Linked DNA regions of Mus musculus: all the other regions are linked to region 1. A link is a contact called in public Hi-C data. All regions are on one chromosome and are shown on one strand. The core of a region is the stretch at or near the end of the contact, and the rest is flanking DNA. Distances in the headings are between cores, read along the strand shown.

What was found. A called contact is a pair of places that touch in the nucleus more often than the background predicts.
Region 2: a contact with region 1 is called in a Hi-C map of cortical neurons, with 3 times the contacts expected there. The contact joins two enhancer-like sites. A contact is called at or near these places in 10 of 484 Hi-C or Micro-C datasets (cerebral cortex, cortical neurons, forebrain and 3 more) and 1 of 115 datasets of contacts at active chromatin or transcription factors (neural progenitor cells).
Region 3: a Hi-C map of cortical neurons shows a contact between it and region 1, with 2.4 times the contacts expected there. The contact joins two enhancer-like sites. A contact is called at or near these places in 4 of 484 Hi-C or Micro-C datasets (cerebral cortex, cortical neurons and forebrain).

What each region holds. Positions count from the first base shown.
Region 1 is chr3:143,507,017-143,510,273 of GRCm38.p6, reverse strand. No RefSeq gene overlaps it. Among named protein-coding and RNA genes, the nearest start is that of Gm33604, 13 kb to the right of the region's middle. Within about 2 kb of position 1,508, at least 16 of the 459 cell types and tissues checked have an H3K27ac peak or open chromatin away from gene starts, as enhancers often do. A contact at or near this core is called in cortical neurons, where this site is marked.
Region 2 is chr3:143,728,482-143,731,738 of GRCm38.p6, reverse strand. No RefSeq gene overlaps it. Among named protein-coding and RNA genes, the nearest start is that of Gm33867, 13 kb to the left of the region's middle. Within about 2 kb of position 1,913, at least 8 of the 459 cell types and tissues checked have an H3K27ac peak or open chromatin away from gene starts, as enhancers often do. A contact at or near this core is called in cortical neurons, where this site is marked.
Region 3 is chr3:143,315,023-143,318,279 of GRCm38.p6, reverse strand. All of the region lies in intron 1 of Gm40159 (a long non-coding RNA gene), which reads left to right. Among named protein-coding and RNA genes, the nearest start is that of Gm33514, 6.7 kb to the left of the region's middle. Within about 2 kb of position 1,534, at least 18 of the 459 cell types and tissues checked have an H3K27ac peak or open chromatin away from gene starts, as enhancers often do. A contact at or near this core is called in cortical neurons, where this site is marked.

The DNA of each region.
Region 1 (3,257 bases), core at 259-2,758:
TTATTCCCTTTGAGGTGAGAATGTCTGTGCACCAACAATGTTGATGGTGATGTTATTCACTCTCTTCCCTGTTTATTTACGAGTGAGGCCCAGCCTTGTATGAAAGACCTCTCTCGCTCGCTCAGCTATAAAAGGTCAGTGAGAACATGGATTGAGCAGTGCTACTCTCTTATGCCCCTGCATTCCTGATTCAACAGTAATACTGTAGTTTGTTGACACAAATGACTTATTTTGCTAAAACTGTTTATTTCAGTTTGGACTCTCAATTTGTAAAACACTTGGGGAATATGGCCAGAAGGGTGACTTTAAAAGACAGGAGAACATTATCAAGTGAGTTTAACATGGGCATGCAATTCAAGGTCACAACCCCCAGGCTGTCCCAGCGCTATCTCTGCTCCCTTCAGACATCCGGAACTTTTCTCTCTCTTCTTTTCCAAGGATGGCAATCCCCAGCCCCGGTCAGCTCCTTCACAGAACACAGTAACTGCCTCTTTGTTTTGCTTCAGCCTTCCTATCTTGCCCCAGGCCTCACACTCCGAACCACAGTGTGTCTGTCAAGTTAATTTTGCCCAACAAAAGGCTATTTAGGGTTTAGTAGGAAACAGAAGTAGCATTCAACTGTGAGTTTTAAGTAAGTTTCTATTTTCCCCCCCTCTTCCTGTTGGACTTTGTCATCTTACAGTTTCAAAGGCGATCTTGGGCTTTTTAGTGATTTTTTTTTTCTTTTTTGTTAACAGTGTTTCTGCTACTCTGCAGACGTTGTCAATTCCTTGCTGCAAATAGCATGTGTCTGGTTCCCTTTGTCAATGTTTGTGCAAGCCAAGAGTAGCTCTTCTGCCCACTTTGGGCACTAGGTAAATGCTGCTGAGAGCTAAGGCTCACAGAAATTCAGAGTCGACACGGAAGCGTTTCCAGGCCTCAGGTCTCCGTGTGGGAAAACAAATGAGCACAAGATCGGCTGCTGCCTTCCCATAAATGAGGGGACTCCTGGAACCCCAAGAAACCCGTTTTAATTTTTAAGCATCAGCTGCTCCACATCTCTTGCTCTAAATTTAGTGCTGTGATACTCAGTTTAAACCACCTTGTGTCCAATAATATACTTTCTGGCCTGCCCCGAGGCCCTCAGGAAGCATTTTATCTTTGATATAATTGCCAGGGTGAATCCCTAGTTATAACATACTCTATAGCATATAAAATAATTGTTGCAACTGAACCCATCTCATAAATATTAGTGATTGAAGAGACTGGTTGGGATAAATCAATGTGGGTGACACATTTAATAAACTTTGTATAAACATTGTTTGCAACAGCTATAAATAAAAATTGTCTTGGGGAATTTTACATATTGCACATCTCTCTATCCACAGAGAGGGCACTGGCTTGATTCTGCTGCAGGAATTGGCAAGCAAAGGGTTTTAAAAGCTGCCCAGATGAAGCAGCTGTGCCAAGACAGGGTAGGTGAGTACTGAGACCGGCACTCTCTTTTGACACTCTGTCTTTTGCCATGTGAACCAGGCTAGGTCCCATCTCTTTCTCTCTCTCTCTCCCTCTCTCTCTCTCTCTCTCTCTCTCTCTCCCACTCCCTCTCTCCTTTTTAAGAGAAAAGCCACACCATAAATAAAGCATGATAGAGTTGGCATTTTACATTCACACAGATTTTGGCATAAATAAATAAAAGAGATTTTGTTCAAATTCTGTCATCTTTATATGCCATTTTAAAATTATCTTTCCCTACTGGTTGATCATATTCAGTTATACTGTATGAGTCCTGCTGGCTCCCTCCAGTGGCTGACTGAGTTTTATGAAAGACAGGGGTATCTCTCAAGGCTAGGAGGCCTAGTGGTTCGACATAGAATCACTTACTGAGGAGAAAATAAGGTCAAATCTCTTCAGGAATTGAGCCTCACTTTTAACATGCCTCACCATTTAGGGGAAAATTTGATGTGTGTCTTGATTTGAATTAAGCAGCTTAGTCATAGTCTTTGATTCAAATTGGTCCATTCCACTGTCCCCATTTTATGGATGCAAAGCAAACCGCTTGGAGGCAGTAGAATAAGGGAGGATGCTGGGATGCCATGTGGTGCCTCGCATCTGACCCCTGTCTGGAATACTTCCACGATCGTCTCTCAGCCTGCAGCAGACCATTCCACGGTCTCTGACTTATTGTTCTTATACTCCAAAGGATGGCAAATCCTGGAATTACTTAGGCTCCCTTTCTAAAGAGGTCACACATAATACATTGTGTTTTCAACTTTAATCTTAACGAAATGCCACATACTCACTTAAAAATCCAGGTACGGGCTCTGTATCTTCCATTGTTTGAAATTTACAACCTTCACATTTATTTTTATTAGTAATATTTTAGTCCCTCAATATATTTCTCTGACATTAATGGAAAAAACATGGTATCTTCGGGCAGCAAAAGAATCTTTCTAAATTCCCATTGAGTTTAATCAAAGGCTCTGAGATTTAATGGCTAGAGTTCTGGCTATGTATTTCCGGTGTACTGGGTTCAAATTCCATTACATTGGGCTCTAATTAAAATTCATCTGAACTATTTTTTCATTGTGTAATTGTTTTTTAATTCTTAATGGCTCACATTAACCTCTCTTTTACCCAAGGGGGGAAAATAAGGAATTGAAATAAAAAGAACAGTTGAATTAGAGGCTGATACGATGCTTTTTAAGAAAATACCCTGAGAATTGGGTCTGCCATGCAAATGATCAAGAGGAGACTTAATTAGGGCTCAACTGCTCAGTTCATAGTTCTTGGGTTTTTATAAAAGCTAAAAGCAAAGCTAAATCGTGTGTAATTTGCCATTATTTTCCCAGATATCTCTTGCTGAAACGTTATTTTTTTCACTTTTTCTTTCTTTCTTTTTTTTTTTCCCCCTCTGATCCTGAGAGTGTGGTATCAGGCCTTGTATATACGGCTTGCCACTTGCCTGCTGTCAGAGAGAGAAGTGACAACACTTGTCACTACCAATCTCTTCATGTCTGGTCTCATCTGAGCGACACACACAGCCTGATTTCCAGGTGTTTGTTGAAATCCCGAGTTATGTAACATGTCGTCTCTGGCTCAGAATTGAAAATGGCAGTGACACAAGGGAAATGCATTTTTAACTTTCCCGGAAGTAAGTGTGTGTGTGAATGTATATGTGTGTGTGTGTGTGTGTGTGTGTGTGTGTGTGTGTGTATGCATTCGGAGCACCAGGTTAACCCATTCTGGATTACTTAAGGACAATTTTGGGATTGAAC
Region 2 (3,257 bases), core at 664-3,163, 220 kb before region 1:
GACAGCCAGAGAGACCGTCTCAAAAAACAGAACTTAAAAATAATTCTCAATAATAGTAGGCATTTGCAATTTTCATATGAATAATATTATGTTATAATAAATATAATCATAATTATTTATATTTATAAAAAGTATGAATTTGAGAAATGTCGAATGAAATGGATATACTGGTTTTAATATTATTTCTATGAATTTGTTCATGTATTCAGCTTCATTTTTATCTTTCTGTAAACATTCCACTTTACCTACCAGCATCAGTGTAACTTAGAACTGAGAAATTCATGTTCAAGGTACACAAATCAATGGCTGTATATAGATAAAACAATTTCAGGCTATCAGGCAGATTTTAATAAATATATGGCCTATTGGCTTTGTAAAGACACAGAGGTAGACTAAACAATGCTTGGCACAGTGTTTCTCTATGTCACCTTTCATAGAGGCCGGTCAATAGATGGGATGAAGGCAGCTTAGGGAACCCAGAAGATGAGAGCACAGAGATCTGTGTTACTTTGATTCCCAGGAAGGAATGGAATGGAATGAACAGTATGCAGTGGGAGATCATGTAAATAGTGATGAAGTTTATGAGTTATAAAATGTGCTAAGTTCCTTCTTGTTACTAAAGGCTCCAGAGAAAGCCGCTCTTTCCCACTTTTCTTTAGGGTTTTAATGTGGTCCCTTTATTTGCAAGGTCTGGGACTGAAAGTTGTCCTTGGGGAGTCAAAGATGCTGTGGGATGATGTCTGGCTATGCCTTGGGCTCCAGCACTGCCCTCACTTACAACAACCACCGAACTCTGAGAGAGGCTATAACTCCCTTGGAGTCATAATAGGTGAAGCTCATGAAGCCACCTGATGTTGAAAACAATTTGATCATTTGAAGGACAGTTTTAAGTTGGGGCTGGGGAGCCCAAAGGAGGTTTTTCTTCTTTTCTACCTAACCCAAGAGACCCTTTAATATTCAAACTGTCACAAGCCTTTAACCCAGAACTAGGGACTGTTGGAGAAATCTTCCAGGGTACAGAAGTGCCTTGTTCTCTTAAGCAGTGAAGGGCACTGACTTCTTCCAACCACATCGGGAGAAAATTATACCTCCTTTAATTTCTCTCCTACATCCTAGCTTCATTTCTGAGACTGTTCAGTCTTCTGAGGCTGTAGCCTAAAATCAGGAAAGCTTTCTCCCCATCCCCACCCCCAAAGAAGAAACGATTTCCATTTGGCTGAAATGCCATTCAGAGTGACTGATTTTTAAGCTCTGAACTCAGACCCAGAGCCTGGAATCCAGGCACTGGCAACTGGGTTGGGATTTGAAATTACAGGGACGGACTGAGTTTCAGAGTTGGGATGTTTTAAGCAGTGGGGGCAATTGCTTTTCTCACCTATCTCTCCAGAAAGAGTCGGAGGAAGGGAAACATTTAAGAATTAAGAGAAGGAATTCTACAGCTTTTGAGTCACTGCTTCTTGCTCTGCTAGAGGCAGAATTTCAGTTTGCATTTACTCCGGGAAACTTGGGTGAGGAATTTAATAAATCTTTTGGTAACTGTGAATTGTTTGAAAGGAGAGTTGGAGAAGACAAAATAAATGACAGAGCAAGGAAAGCATACAGCCCAGTCACTTTATTAAGGCTGGACTTGCTAGTTATGTAGGTGTCTGAGAGCATAATGGGCCTATTTAAAATAAGCAAGGCATTTCCAGGGTGTGCCTAAAAGGAATTGGTCTACTGGAAAAAATACCTTTTGAATATTCTTTAGGAAACAGTAAGCACTAACAACGGTACCAAGACATTAGGAAATATAATGCTAATTTAACTTTATTATTTTTTTTTTTTTTTGGTGGACTGTGGTTTTTAACGGATGGAATTGTCCGAGGCTTACTTCTTCTTTCTCTTCCCCAGCCCCCAAACTTCAGACATGCTGAACTGTTTCCTTGCGTGCCATTTTAAATAAAAGTATTTGTAAAGGGAACACAATGTTAAGAGAGATGCATAAATAAGACAAGTGATAATTGCAGTGTCTAAAAGGAGACTCCTCATGCTGCACATCGTGCCGTGGCTGCTTACACAGAGAAAGGGACAGTTGCTATCCTGCACTGTGCCTTCCATCAAGTCACGGGGTATAAATCTGGCCTATAAATGATCAGGAGGTACTGTACTGTGTAACGTGTACAATGTTCATAAAAGAAATTAATGAACAAATAAATATCCTCTGATGGACAAGCTGGTAAGAATGTAGCTTGCAAAGATAGATAGATAGATATATAGATAGATAGATATATAGATAGATAGATAGATAAGTAAATAAGTAAATAAATAAGTAAATAAATAAATAAATAAATAAATAAATAAATAAATAAAACCTTTTCTGCTTTAGTGGCAAAGGATGGCTCAGAGGGGACATTTCTTTGAATAGTGTGCTTGGTCTCACAGAGATTAAATGCTTAGAGAGAAATCTCAGTTCCTGACCTGATAAGTTATACCAGGAACCAAATCCTTGTGGCTGTCCACACAAGTCTGCTGATGGTGAGGGGACAGGGCTAGGCTATTCTCTTATCTTCTGGTAACAAAGCCATCAACTTACCTGACATTCTGAGACATAAGTATTAATATCCACAGTCAGAATAGAACTAATCCCCCAACCTAAAGAAGAATAGCAAAACTGTTGGTGGATCCTAGTTTGAGGTTGGCAGTCCAGAAGCCTCCTGAGCTGTTATGGCCAAGATGGACATGCAACAGACATCCCATGGGAACTGCCTTGGCCATTGCTCATTTCTTGTCTTGCATCTAAATGACTCTGCAGCAGGTGACAGCCACTCTGAACTTTGAGCATGCTTGTTAGGTCATGAACATCTTTGCCACTGATGAGTGTATCCTACTATTCCTAAACAGGATTCCAGGTGTCTCTTGGGGTAGGGGATTGGTTTCATGACTCCATGAGGGCATTGGGACCCATGGATGCTCAAGTCTCTAACGTAAAATATCATAGGACTATTCATATCTCATATCCACCCACTCACCCACATGCTTTAAATGATTTCTGGGTTACTTTGTAATACCTAATATATTATACATATCATGAACATAGTTGTATTTATTGTTCAGGATAGAATGTCCAGATGAACACTGCTTGGTGGGGCAGAGCCTGTACATTCAGATGGAAGACTGTATTTCTACTCATCCTTGTGTTTACATCTCTGTCTTCCATCATTCTCACTCCCTTGGACCCACATGGTTTCCTTCTCAGCTGTGCATCCTGACCCATCCAG
Region 3 (3,257 bases), core at 285-2,784, 190 kb after region 1:
ACGCAAGCATGAACCCATGCACGCGTGCACACGCACATGTTAAAAATAAATAAACAAACATTTGGAGCAGAATCTGTTAAAAAAAAATAAAATAAATGAGTATGGGAACAGAAGTCTGGAAAGTACAGGTGTCTGTCTGTCTAATGTGACAGGATTCACCTAGACATCCTTCTCCACCCAGTGCTGATTTGCCTGGGGATACACATCAATCAAGTCATGTCAAGAATTATTGAGAATTATTTGGTCACTGTGCAGACAAGGCTAAAATTCATGTGTGTGTGTGCTTGTTTGTTTGTTTGCTTGCTTGTTTTATTGATCTAGAGCCTTGTATAATCTTGATATTCTAACCGATCATCCAAAGCTCTTTGTAGACAGAGTCATTAAGTGGATGTCAGGAAATCAAGCAAGGGATGCCCTTACCTCCCTTGTCTCAGCATAGGTTTCACCGCATCCCTCTTTTCTTACACAGATGGAAATTTACTATCAGAAGGGGATGACCTAGAGTCCCTTAAGAGCCAATATCTATTATTTAATTTCATTTGCCATGTAAGGTTAAATAAATCTAAGAAAGTACTGAGGACATAGGCCATAGAACTCACATGCTTTGATAAGACAACAAAGAGAGAGGCAGATAAGGAGAGGATGGCTAGAGTAGGGAAGTTGCAACTGGGTTCTCGGGACATGAAATGATCCAGTTAAATGGAGATGAAAGAACTGAATTCCACTCTGTCTACCTAATGACTTAGCTTCATGGTGGCCAATTCTAAGTATTAGAGTTTCCATAACAAACAGATGTGCTGAGTAAATACACAAAGATAACAAGGGAAGAAAGAACTTGTGAATTGGACACGGGTTTTAGCAAATAGGAGATGAGAAGTCACAAATATAATGTCCTTTATAGCAAGCAAAAGTGCAATCACAGCACAACATGCCGGGCCCTTCTCCTGATTTACCCTAGCCTCTTCTCCACTCCACCCCATATCACCATCTTTAACTTAGCTCCGGTGAAGAAGGAATAGCAATTAAGCCTGATTGTCTCTGTGATTCTGATACATGCTCCTATGTGCATTCACACAAAGCTTAGTCATCGCTATTGCTCCAGAATGTAAATTCTATTTTTTCAAGCTACAAAATTATCTAGACATTTGCCTAATACCCAAACTCCTCCCTCGCCTTCTAGCTGCAGATAGTTCATAAATCTTTAAGGGAATGCATTGACTCTGAAATTTAGTCTCCTTAAAGTAACACTTCACTCAACTTTATATCTGGAGTCACATGCTAGATTCTGGTTCTATTTCTGTTCTGTTCTATTGATTCCTGGTGGTTACAGGACACCCCTCCACACAGTGTTATCAGAGGCGAAACTGTTGCCCCAGGGCATCTCATTTTCGAAATATTTTAATGGGGAAACTTTAGTTCAATCTTGAATGAATCTTCAAGCTGCTTAAAAAGGACTGGCTGTCTCCAGATGAACAGAGAAGACGATGAGCCCCTGGGGTGAGTCCTCACCGCCCCCTCAGACTCACCCACAGCTCTCTCCAAGCTGTTATTCCTTTGTCTTCTTACGATCTGGCTTCCTCTGGATCCTCTCCAGCATTGAGCCCACTCATTTCCGTGACTTGCAGTGTCCTCTTGAAAACTAAGTAATAGAAGCAGATGCTCTAGCTCACACGCATATTTTCTCACTCAAACATTCATCACAGCTTCCCACCCGAAGCCGAGGCAGGCTCTGCTGGGAAATTCACAATCTCTAACCTAAAAACCAAAGTTGCTAGGGCTCTTCTGGTGGGTTCCATAACTATAGCTCACAGTAACTACATTTCGCTTGTACTTCTGAGGCTTTTGCTCCACCCTCTCAGATTTGGTATGGACATCCAAATCGTTTGCTAGAACCCAGATATCCCTTTCTCTGTGAGCATCCTCTCATGTAGGTGGGAAGGGGACACTCTTCTGCCTGGAGAGAAATGAAACCTACTAAGATCCTAGAATGATATTCATAACAATCTGTATATTCTTGATGTGTCTTCTTTTACACGAAGTGTGTAGTGGGAGAAAGAGACACAAAGAACAAGTCACTTCTAGTCTTTTCCATAACCTAAAAGGCCTTATACCTGGTCCATGACCCTACCTAGAATTGTATCATCTACCAAAGAATCAAAATCTTTCAATGCTAAAGACTCAAAAAAGCACACCATTACAGTAACCTTCTGTGTCTTCTAAAGGGGCTGATTCCCACTGAATGAACACAATTAATTAGTTTAAAAGACCCACATCCAGTATTTCATGTGACTACTGTTTATCTCCCATGGCATGTACAAACTTTTTTTTTTTTTTAAGAAATTGCGGGAAATGTCAAGACCCTTACTTGTTACAATTTAATTTTGTGCTGCTCAGGCAATTACAGTTCAATGAATGATGATTCTAACACATCCAAGTTTTCATTACTCTTTGCTTAATTTGTCAGTTAATGCCTTTGAGTTCCGCAGTTTCCCCAGCAGTCTTAACTTGCCATTAAAAACCTGTCAAGGAAACACAACCTTCCGATTCCAGCCGGGTTTAAAGACGGCATACATCCTTTCATTGTTAAGAAAGTTAGAGCTCACTCCTCAAGCAAAATATTCATACTTCAGGAATTCACAGTTAGGAAAGATAGCAATAATTCTATATTAGTGGGTTTTTTAATGTAACTGCTCTGCAATAAATACCAGAAATAAGAGTCTGTGCTTAAGATACTATATATCACACAAATATTACTCTCTATCCGTGGTTCTTAGTGGTTTACGGTTACCTGATAGATGTTGGACTTTTACATTCCTTTCCATGTCCCAAGCATTTATTACATTTACACGTTTATACATCTCTAATATTTTTGCAATACATTTTCCTGAATCAGCTGATGACATTTAATAGAATATTTAAAGCACAATATAAAACCTTAAATGCTTCGGCTTATTTCAGTGAGGGGGAATGCACATAGATTGGATTTCAAATTAAAACCTACTAGGGTGGTATGCTGGACACTTTTTGCTTCTGCTGTGCATATTGAAATACGAGGGAAGGCTTTCTTATGCAATACTGTGGCATCGGTACAAACAACAAGCTTTTGTACTTGGGAGCAAGGAAGATGATTAAGGAGCTATTAATGAAAGGAAACAAAACCAGTGTGCTGGAATGTAATAGTCCATGAAATCCTTATTGGTAGAAAGGGAATCTGCAGTAAATAAATATTAACCTACATGCTATGGAAAACATAAAGC